Linked DNA regions of Macaca fascicularis: region 1 is linked to region 2. Evidence: chromatin contacts called from public Hi-C data. All regions are on one chromosome and are shown on one strand. The core of a region is the stretch at or near the end of the contact, and the rest is flanking DNA. Distances in the headings are between cores, read along the strand shown. Region 1 overlaps LOC123573559 (a long non-coding RNA gene). Region 2 has its middle 220 kb from the start of PTTG2.

Region 1 (4,316 bases), core at 851-3,350, 150 kb before region 2:
CCTCGGGGTTCTCCATTGCTGCAGTTTTGAAACTTTTCTTTCCCAGGTTAAGAAACTAAAGTTGTAATGGTGAAAGGAGAAATGGGAGAAAGCTACATCCCGGAGTAGAGGTGACCTGCCAGCACTCAAAGTTATCCCAGACCTAGTATGAGCTCAAGCTTAGGACGTTCGTTTCTTTTCCACCTGACTTCAAGGCGCTTGTCAAAGCGCAGCCTAAGTTAACAGGCTCTGTCAATGTGAGTACCAGAAGCCAGGCCAGCCACCTGCACTGCTGCAGAAGCCAGGGATACAATGAAAAAACACAAACGTTTCTCCCCATTTGCCGTGTACATTCTCATTCTTTCGCTAGGGACTGTACAAGAAATCCTGTCTTCTCTGGCAGGTTTCGGGTGGAGGCCCTGGGATGCGTGGACCCAGGACGGCCCATAATGCGGGCCTCTGCGTCCTCTCCCCCTCACATAGGGGCGGGAAGGCCAGGAGGCCTGGATCCTTCCCCAGAAGCCGTGTGGAGGTTTTCACTTCCTCTGATCCAGTGGACACATGTAATCTTTTTCTACAGCTCCCTGAGGCTGTTTTTTCCCACCCTACAAATCAGTAAGCATAAATTTTTGCAGAGAAGCTTGGAGCCATGGGTTCTAAGTATTCAGGCAGCAAAAAAAATTAAATTTTCAACCGGAGCCGGGCAAGGACACACGGTCTCAGACGTTTCCTGCCCGAGTTGGAGCCGCTTTCCTCCTCTTGCACACATGCTCCCCCTACTGCCTGACGCTGGAAGTGCAGCCCTGGCTCCGGGGCAACAATGAACGCCCCAGCTTGGCCCTGGGATAGCGGGTGAAAGATGGCAGAGCAGAGAGGTTGCCAAAAAAAAAAAAAAAAAAAAAAGTAATAGTACATCCTTCATAATTCTCCCACTGCTCTGGGGAAGGCACTAAGCTAAGTCTTTTCGTTACATTTGAAGAATAAACTCTATAATAAAGAACGAATAAAAGTCCCCCCTGAAGAAAGCTTTGCCAAATAAGTTAAAGTTAGGTCTCCCTTAAGGGTTCAATAAATGAAAAACAACTTCAGTTTTAGATTCAGACCCCGTGAAATCCCCAAACCCCTTTGGATTTCAGACCCTTGGAACGCAGATCCAGGTTTTGCGCCTTTATGTGATGAGTGAACTTGGACATCTTATTTAATCTTTTTGAGCCTCAGTTTCTTTCTCTGTAATTTGGGCATATAAGACACTGTTGGTCTCATAGTGTTGCTATAGAACGTAAATGAAAGAACGTGAATGCATGAGAAAAGCGTTTTACAACATAAAAATAAATGTGAGCTGTTTCCCTTCCAATCCAACGCACACACACCCCTTTTCCATCCAAGTGGAAATGGCCGTCGAGGCAACCTAAACCCCTAAAAAAGGAAGTAGGGCAAGGAAAGCCCGGTCACAAACAGGAAGTAACAGAAATGCCACTGAGAAACATTCTTTCAGACAGAAGAAAGAAAAACAGTCCTGGGCTGTGTTTTTGAAGATCAAGTTAGATTTAGTTAATGATCTGGGGTGTTGCCAGCCCGACTTGACCCCCTAAATAGGGGGTTTTCAGAGATGGTTAGGAAATTCTTGACCTCGATTTGACCTCACAAATGGGAATTCTCACTCTGCAGTTCAGGAGCTCCGCAGCTGGTAGCTTCCTGCCTTTTTAAATGTAGGTCTCTCCTCCTTTTCCCCTGCGGCCATAGGAGGGGCCGAGCGCTCAGCCGGCTGGGAGGAGCTGGGACTCCGCCTGCCCTCCCTCGCCCTGGGGAGCCGCCCTGCAGCGCCTCTCGGGTTACTGCCTCCCTTCCTGGCTTCACAAACTCGCCACATGGTAGGTTGGCTACTTAAGGGAATGTAAGAAAAAGCACTAAAGTGACGGCATACAAAGAAGTTTTACAGCTCTGGAGATTATGTCAAATTTTCCTTCCAAATTTTTCCTTAGAGGAGACAAGATCCTAGATTTTTTTTTTTTTTTGAAGGAAAGGGAAAAAAATGCAAAACGAAAGGGAAACATAACGTATCAGGACACATTGTGCTGTTTATTCTCTTGTTTTTCTTTTCTCATTTTTGAAAGCTCTTTCAAGAATCTTACTGCCTTTCTTGTCTTTTCCTTAATCTTGTGTGTTTTTAAGGTAGGGAAGGGAGAGGATTAGAAGCCTGTGAATTTTGTCAGGACAAGACTTTCCTAAGCTTTTCATTTGTTTGTAGAACCAGAGTTCCTTCTCTGGTCCAGACTAAGAGGCTGGTTCCTGTCTCCTTCGCCTGTACCTCTTATTAAAGGACCCCTCCCACCCTTGTCAAAATGCTTGGTAAGAGTTGGAAAGTCAAGAGATCCATCCTTTGAGCGACCCTAGTCTGCAGACAGTGTCAGAGAGACAAATACAAATATTCTTAAGATGGTATCATGCCCCATCTTAGACTTGGTTGTTTTTCAATGACCTCAAACTGTACACTTGTTACAGGAAAGGGGTCCCCATCTAGACCCCATCTAGATCTCGCACAAGAAAGAATGCAGGGTGAGACCGTAGACTAAAATGAAAGCAAGTTTATTAACAAAGTAAAGGAATATGCTTTGGGAGGCTGAGGCGGGCAGATCACCTGAGGTCAGGAGTTCGAGACCAGTCTGGCCAACATGGTGAAACCCAAATCTACTAAAAAAAAAATACAAAATAGTCAGGCGTGGTGGTACATGCCTGTAATCCCAGCTACTCGGTGGCTGAGGCAGGAGAATCGCTTGAACCCAGGAAGTGGAGGTTGCAGTGAGCTGAGATCGTGCCACTGCACTTCAGCCTGGGCGACAGAGCCAGACTCTGTCTCAAAAAGAAAAGAAAAGAAAAGAAAAGAAAAGAAAAGAAAAGAAAAGAAAAGAAAAGAAAAGAAAAGAATAAAAGAATGGCTACTCCACAGACAGAGCAGCCCTAAGGGCTGCTGGTTGCCCATTTTTATGGTTATTTCTTGATGATATGCTAAACAAGGGGTGGATTATTCATGTCTCCCCTTTCTAGACCATATAGGGTAACTTCCTGATGTTGCCATGGCATTTGTAAACTGTCATGGCACTGGTGGGAGTGTAGTAGTGAGGATCCTACACTCTTATTGCCATCTTGGTTTTGGTGGGCTTTAACTGGCTTCTTTATTTACTGCAACCTGTTTTACCACCAAGGTCTTTATGACCTGTGTCTTGTGCTGACATCGTATCATATCCTTTGACTTAGAATGTCTTATCTACCTGGGAACTCAGCCCCGTAGGTATCAGCCTCATTTTACCCAGTCCCTATTCAAGATGGAGTTGCTCTGGTTCAAACGCTTCTGACACAGTGGCTTCCAGTTGTACCTGCACAACTGAAAACTCCACCATGAGGATGATGATAATGGTGATTTCAAAGCGTTTTCACAGTTGAGCCAGATGACAGCCTATGGGCACACAGAACAGGTGAATTAAGCTGGTGTCACAGATGAGGAATTGAGGAGCAGAAAGGTACAGGGTTGAGTCCAAGGCCACTCAGCTGGTTCCCTAGGAAGACCAGACTAAGAGATTAAGGTCCTGTGAATGACACTACATCATTGAATGCCCATTATGGCACTATTACCAACAGGTTCTACAGGCCCTCATTCATGCTAAACAAATAGACTGTCACCATTATTAAAATAGGGTAACAGAGCATTTAAAGCAAGCTACCTTTTGACAAATTGCCTAGAATGTGTTTCCAATGCAAAAATGGGACTCTGAGTCCCTTTACATGAATAGTACAGTTTTTAAGTTAAAATTTTATTTGAGTGGGTCATTCACTTACATGACTCAAAAGTCAAAATTCTAAAATATAGTATACCTGAGAAGTACACTCGCTGCCACTTCTTTCTCTTAATCCAATCTCTCCTCTTCCTTTTCTCCCTTGTTGGTAAATCATTTTTATTACTTTTTTTTTTTTAATCCTACCTATGTTTCTTTATGAAAATACAAAGTACAAAAATGTGTATTCTTATTCTTATTTCTTTGTAGTCTTACAATAAAGAGAGTGTATCTAGTGCATTTTGAATTGGTTTTCTGGAAGCGGTGGTGGGCTTTGCTAAATCATCCCGCTCTTACCTGGGAACCGCAAGGATTGTGGAATTCATCTCCAGACAGCTCAACTGTGACAGAGAACCCGAGAGTTCAAGCCATGGAGGCTCCAGTTGGATCAGTTTGCCCCGTAAACCTAGGGCCCTCATGAAACTGGAACCAGACATGGCTGTAGCTTCAAGGGAAGCCTGGGATTTTCTGCCAACCACTGACTGAGGCAGCCAATCGATTCACAGG
Region 2 (4,103 bases), core at 207-2,706:
CCCCAATGCAAAGACCCAAGCGTTTCTTAGTGTAAAGACAAAGGGAGACTTTTTCTCTCTTGATAAACTGGAATCTCACCTGGATATAGAACAGGATAATCGATGTTTCCTTCTCTGCCTTTTGCTGCCTCCTTAAACTCTTTTTCTGCCTCACCATGGCTCTCAGACAAAGTTCTTTTCTGCAAGCTCTAGACTTTCCTCTGAAATACGCTTTCACCATTTGGACATCCTTACTCATCCTGCAAGACCTGGCCCTTGTGTCAGTCTTCTCCACACTTCCAGACAGGGCTGAGCACAGTACACACACTTCTGTTACTAAGCAGATCATTTTTCTAGAATGATCTGCATATGTGTCTATCTTCCTCACAAGACTGTGAGCCCAGGAGCGCAGGAAATCCAGTCTTATTGGTGTGGGTACCCTCGGCACCTAGCACAGAGTCAGTGTGTAAAAACAAAGTTTCAGCGAGAGAATAAATCAATCCATGAATGAATGAACAAATACCTACAATATGTGTTTTCTAAAACATTCTTGGACTTTTTCAACAATGTGTGAGCCTCAGTAATAACGATTGACGGGCAGAGCAGACAGACTCCCCCACTGCCCCCAATGCCTTCATTTCCCAGATAAGGAAAGTGAGGTTGCAACAGACACCAGCGGCACCGAGCCCAGCAGCTCCCCCAAGAGCCACACCCAGACCAGCTGCTGGCCACGCCGCAGCTGTGTTCTGAAAGCATGTAGCACCCCCACGTCACTTTGCAGGTACTGCCACAGGCGTGCCCCCTCGCCTTGCTTTTGCCTCTTTTCCCTCCTTTTGCTGCTCCCTGGTTTAGGGTCCCCACCACCTGTGCTCAGAGCACACAGTAGGGACACAACTGATCTGGGGGATTCACAGGAGAGAAAATATGGTGGCTGGCAGATCTCCACTGTATCCCTAACAGGGTCTGGAAACCTCAATCTTCATGATCCTCTGTCGTTAACCACAGTAAGGGTTCCCATTACTATGGGAACTTGGTTAATTCCCATTAACCAAGTAATGGGAAACCTGTTGACTCTTTCAACTTATTTCAACATGAGGATGCAGAGAGCTGAAGTTCATGACCAGAAATGCATCACCCATGAACCTAAACAGCTAGTTTTACTCTGCCTCCTCTCACCGGAATTAGTCTGATAAAAATCTCAGGGCGGCTGCTCCCAGCTCCGCTTGTCCTAAACGCATTTCAGAAACGGGAACGTGAGCTGGGCAGAGGAAAGGACTAACTCACTGCTCTTGTTCCGGCTTTGGAGAAAAGACCTACAAGGAAACCCTTGGCCGAATGCAGCTGTGGTGGTTGCTGAATCGTCAGACTTGCCACAAGCAAGATAAAAACTTTAAACAACAAAGGACTTTGCCGTGCTCTGCTGCACGGGGTTTCTCGTTCTGTTTTGGTTTCTCCTGGTGGGTGTGGCCTGGCCTGCAGGGTTTCCTGACACTCCGCCCACCGCAGTCAGGAAGCTGCAGAAGCTACGGAGCCCCTCACACTGCTTCTCAGTGGCTCTCCCCAACAGGCAAAGTAAACATCTTTTTTAATACAGGTAAATCCAGAAAGGACCTAAGGTTTTGATTCATTGGGGTTTGGTTTTGTTTTGATTTTTCTTTATTTTAGAGACAGGGTCTTACTCTGTCATCCAGGCTGAAGTGGAGGGACACCATTGTAGCTCACTGTAGCCTCCAACTCCTGGCCTCAAGGGATCCTCCCGCCTCGACCTTCCAAAGAGCTGAGATTACAGGAGCAAGCCACTGCACCCAGCCTGAGTCATTGTTTTGTAAGCAGCAACGTGACCTACTCTTGTCCACTCCTCAGAATTGAGGTCTCTCCTCTGAGGACCACAAAAGTCCACATAGGAAGAGAGAGGAATATTTCAAATTTAGAGCTGGGAAAAGCAAAGTCCCTTTACTCTTCATCCTCAAATGTTCACCCAGTTCATGTGTCTCCCCTCTTCCAGATATCTAGTAGAAATGGGCCACTTGGCCCTGATCACGTGGTTTTCTGTTCTATGTATCTTTTTTCTGTCACCCCGGATTTTAGGTATTTCTGTTGCCTTTTGTACCTATTAAGTACAAAATAGATATTGATTAATTGATAATAGCCACTGAAGTCTAAAGCCAAATTAAAACCATTTGCATTATATAAAAATATAAACCACTTCTAGGCTGAACGTGGTGGCTCACGCCTATAATCCCAGCACTTCAGGAGGCTGAGGTGGATCATTTGAGCCCAGCCTGGGCAACAAGGTGAAACCCTATGTCTACAAAAAAGTATCCAGGCATGATAGTGCGCACTTGTAGTTCCAGCTACCCAGGAGGCTGAGGTGGGAGGATCAGCTGAGCCCAGGAGCTTGAGGCACCAGTGAGCCCTGGTTACGCCACTGCACTCTAGCCTGAGCAACAGAATGAGACCCTGTCTCAAAAACAGAAAGAAACTATAAAACATTACTACAAGCCAGGCCCTTTACTTTACATTTAATCCTCACCCCAATCCTATAAGGAAAGTGTTTTATTCTGTTTTACACATGAAAAAACCTGAGGCTTGGAGGGGTGCGTTTTTTTCTGATAGAGCTGCAGATACAGCCCAGGCCAAAGTCTCATTCCTAAAATCTTACCATTGCCTCCTAAACCAGCCCAGCTCTTCTCACTCTTATCTACCTTGGGTGGGCATCAGGTTAAACCTTCCTTCATCTCCTCCATTTAACCATTCCTGGGCAGGGAACTGGCACAGTGCGGTATTTCTGAACATGAGAGTGACTGCTGGCACTCCCTACCATCTTGTCTGTAGCTGAATCCCTGATCAGTTCTACTCCTTGCTGTAAAAAACAAACTAGACCTCAGAATCCTTCTCAACACAGCACCCCAGGCAGCCACTAGCAATCAATCAGCATTGATCTTCGATGACATAGCCAGTGACTAATAGTATTTAATTTCCATTTCTTTCCCGTCCTTCCTGCCTGATTTCCCCAGTTGTTTCTGGGGCGGATGGATGGATGGATGGATGGATGGATGGATGGATGGATGGATGGATGGATGGATGGTTGGAAAGGAAAGGAATGCTCCTCATACAGGAGAACTCTGCTTGGCACCACTCCTAATTATGCTGACTTCAGTCAATGCCAGAGCTTCCTTACAAAACTTGCTCTTCGCATGAGGCATCTGTGGCGTTTGTTACAGGAACTGGTGAGACTCACGGGTCATTCTGAGGCCAAGGAGGACCCTCTGCATCAGCACTTTCCTTCTCCCTCAGTCTCATTTCCTCCCTCCAACATATGCCTGAGCTGAAAAACATCCATTCACCGCGTACTTCCTTCTTCTTTTTAAAGCTCAAGCTGACAAGAGGAATTTCTTTCTCCCACTTACCTTTTTTTTTTTTTTTTTTTTTTTCTATAAAGGGCAAAAGATTTACAGCTCCGCTGTGGGGTACGCAGGGATGAACAGTGATTACAAACTCTTTGGTGTCTTTGGGGTCATAAGTCCCTTAACCTGAGCCATGAGGTACTTAGAGCTTCTGAATCAGCCCGTAATTTAGATTTGGTAGGGGAAGCATGCTTTCCAAGCCCCCTTAAGTCCCAATGTGAGTTTTAAAACAATCTGGTTTTGACGCTATCTGGATATTCTTTCCCTCAGCAAAACACTGTTCAGTGTTGGAGAGGAAGGAAATGTTAAAAATTCATATTCAAGAGAGTTTGAAGAGGAATAAAATAGCTCTTATGAAGCGACATTTTGGTGACTTGAGTACGAGGAAATCAAAAGCATATGGATTGTATGCTGTTAAAACATACTTTTGTTTCCTCCAAAAGGAAAAAAAAATACTAGGGAAAATATATTTTATAATGTGACATACATTGGAAGATAGCTGGAGATTTTTTAAAAACCCAAAATGTGACAAGGATGGCCTGGCCCCAGTTATTAATATCTTGGGACCAGCTGGAGAGTAAAATTAGGTTGTAAAATGGTTGTACCATTTGTTACTCCAAGCTGGAAATGACACATTTCTCATGTCTTTCTAAAGGAGAAAAAAATGCCATATTGAGGTACATGAGATGAGGTTTTGTTTCATTGTCTCTGTTTTGA

The links. Hi-C and Micro-C count contacts between places; a contact is called where the count stands out from the background.
Region 1: a contact with region 2 is called in a Hi-C map of liver, with 2.6 times the contacts expected there. The contact joins two enhancer-like sites. A contact is called at or near these places in 2 of 2 Hi-C or Micro-C datasets (liver and skeletal muscle).

The regions. Positions count from the first base shown.
Region 1 is chr5:37,636,330-37,640,645 of T2T-MFA8v1.1, reverse strand. The region is part of intron 2 of LOC123573559 (a long non-coding RNA gene); the gene reads right to left. Among named protein-coding and RNA genes, the nearest start is that of KLF3, 330 kb to the left of the region's middle. Within about 2 kb of position 2,100, at least 4 of the 6 cell types and tissues checked have an H3K27ac peak or open chromatin away from gene starts, as enhancers often do. A contact at or near this core is called in liver, where this site is marked.
Region 2 is chr5:37,481,059-37,485,161 of T2T-MFA8v1.1, reverse strand. No RefSeq gene overlaps it. Among named protein-coding and RNA genes, the nearest start is that of PTTG2, 220 kb to the right of the region's middle. Within about 2 kb of position 1,456, at least 1 of the 6 cell types and tissues checked has an H3K27ac peak or open chromatin away from gene starts, as enhancers often do. A contact at or near this core is called in liver, where this site is marked.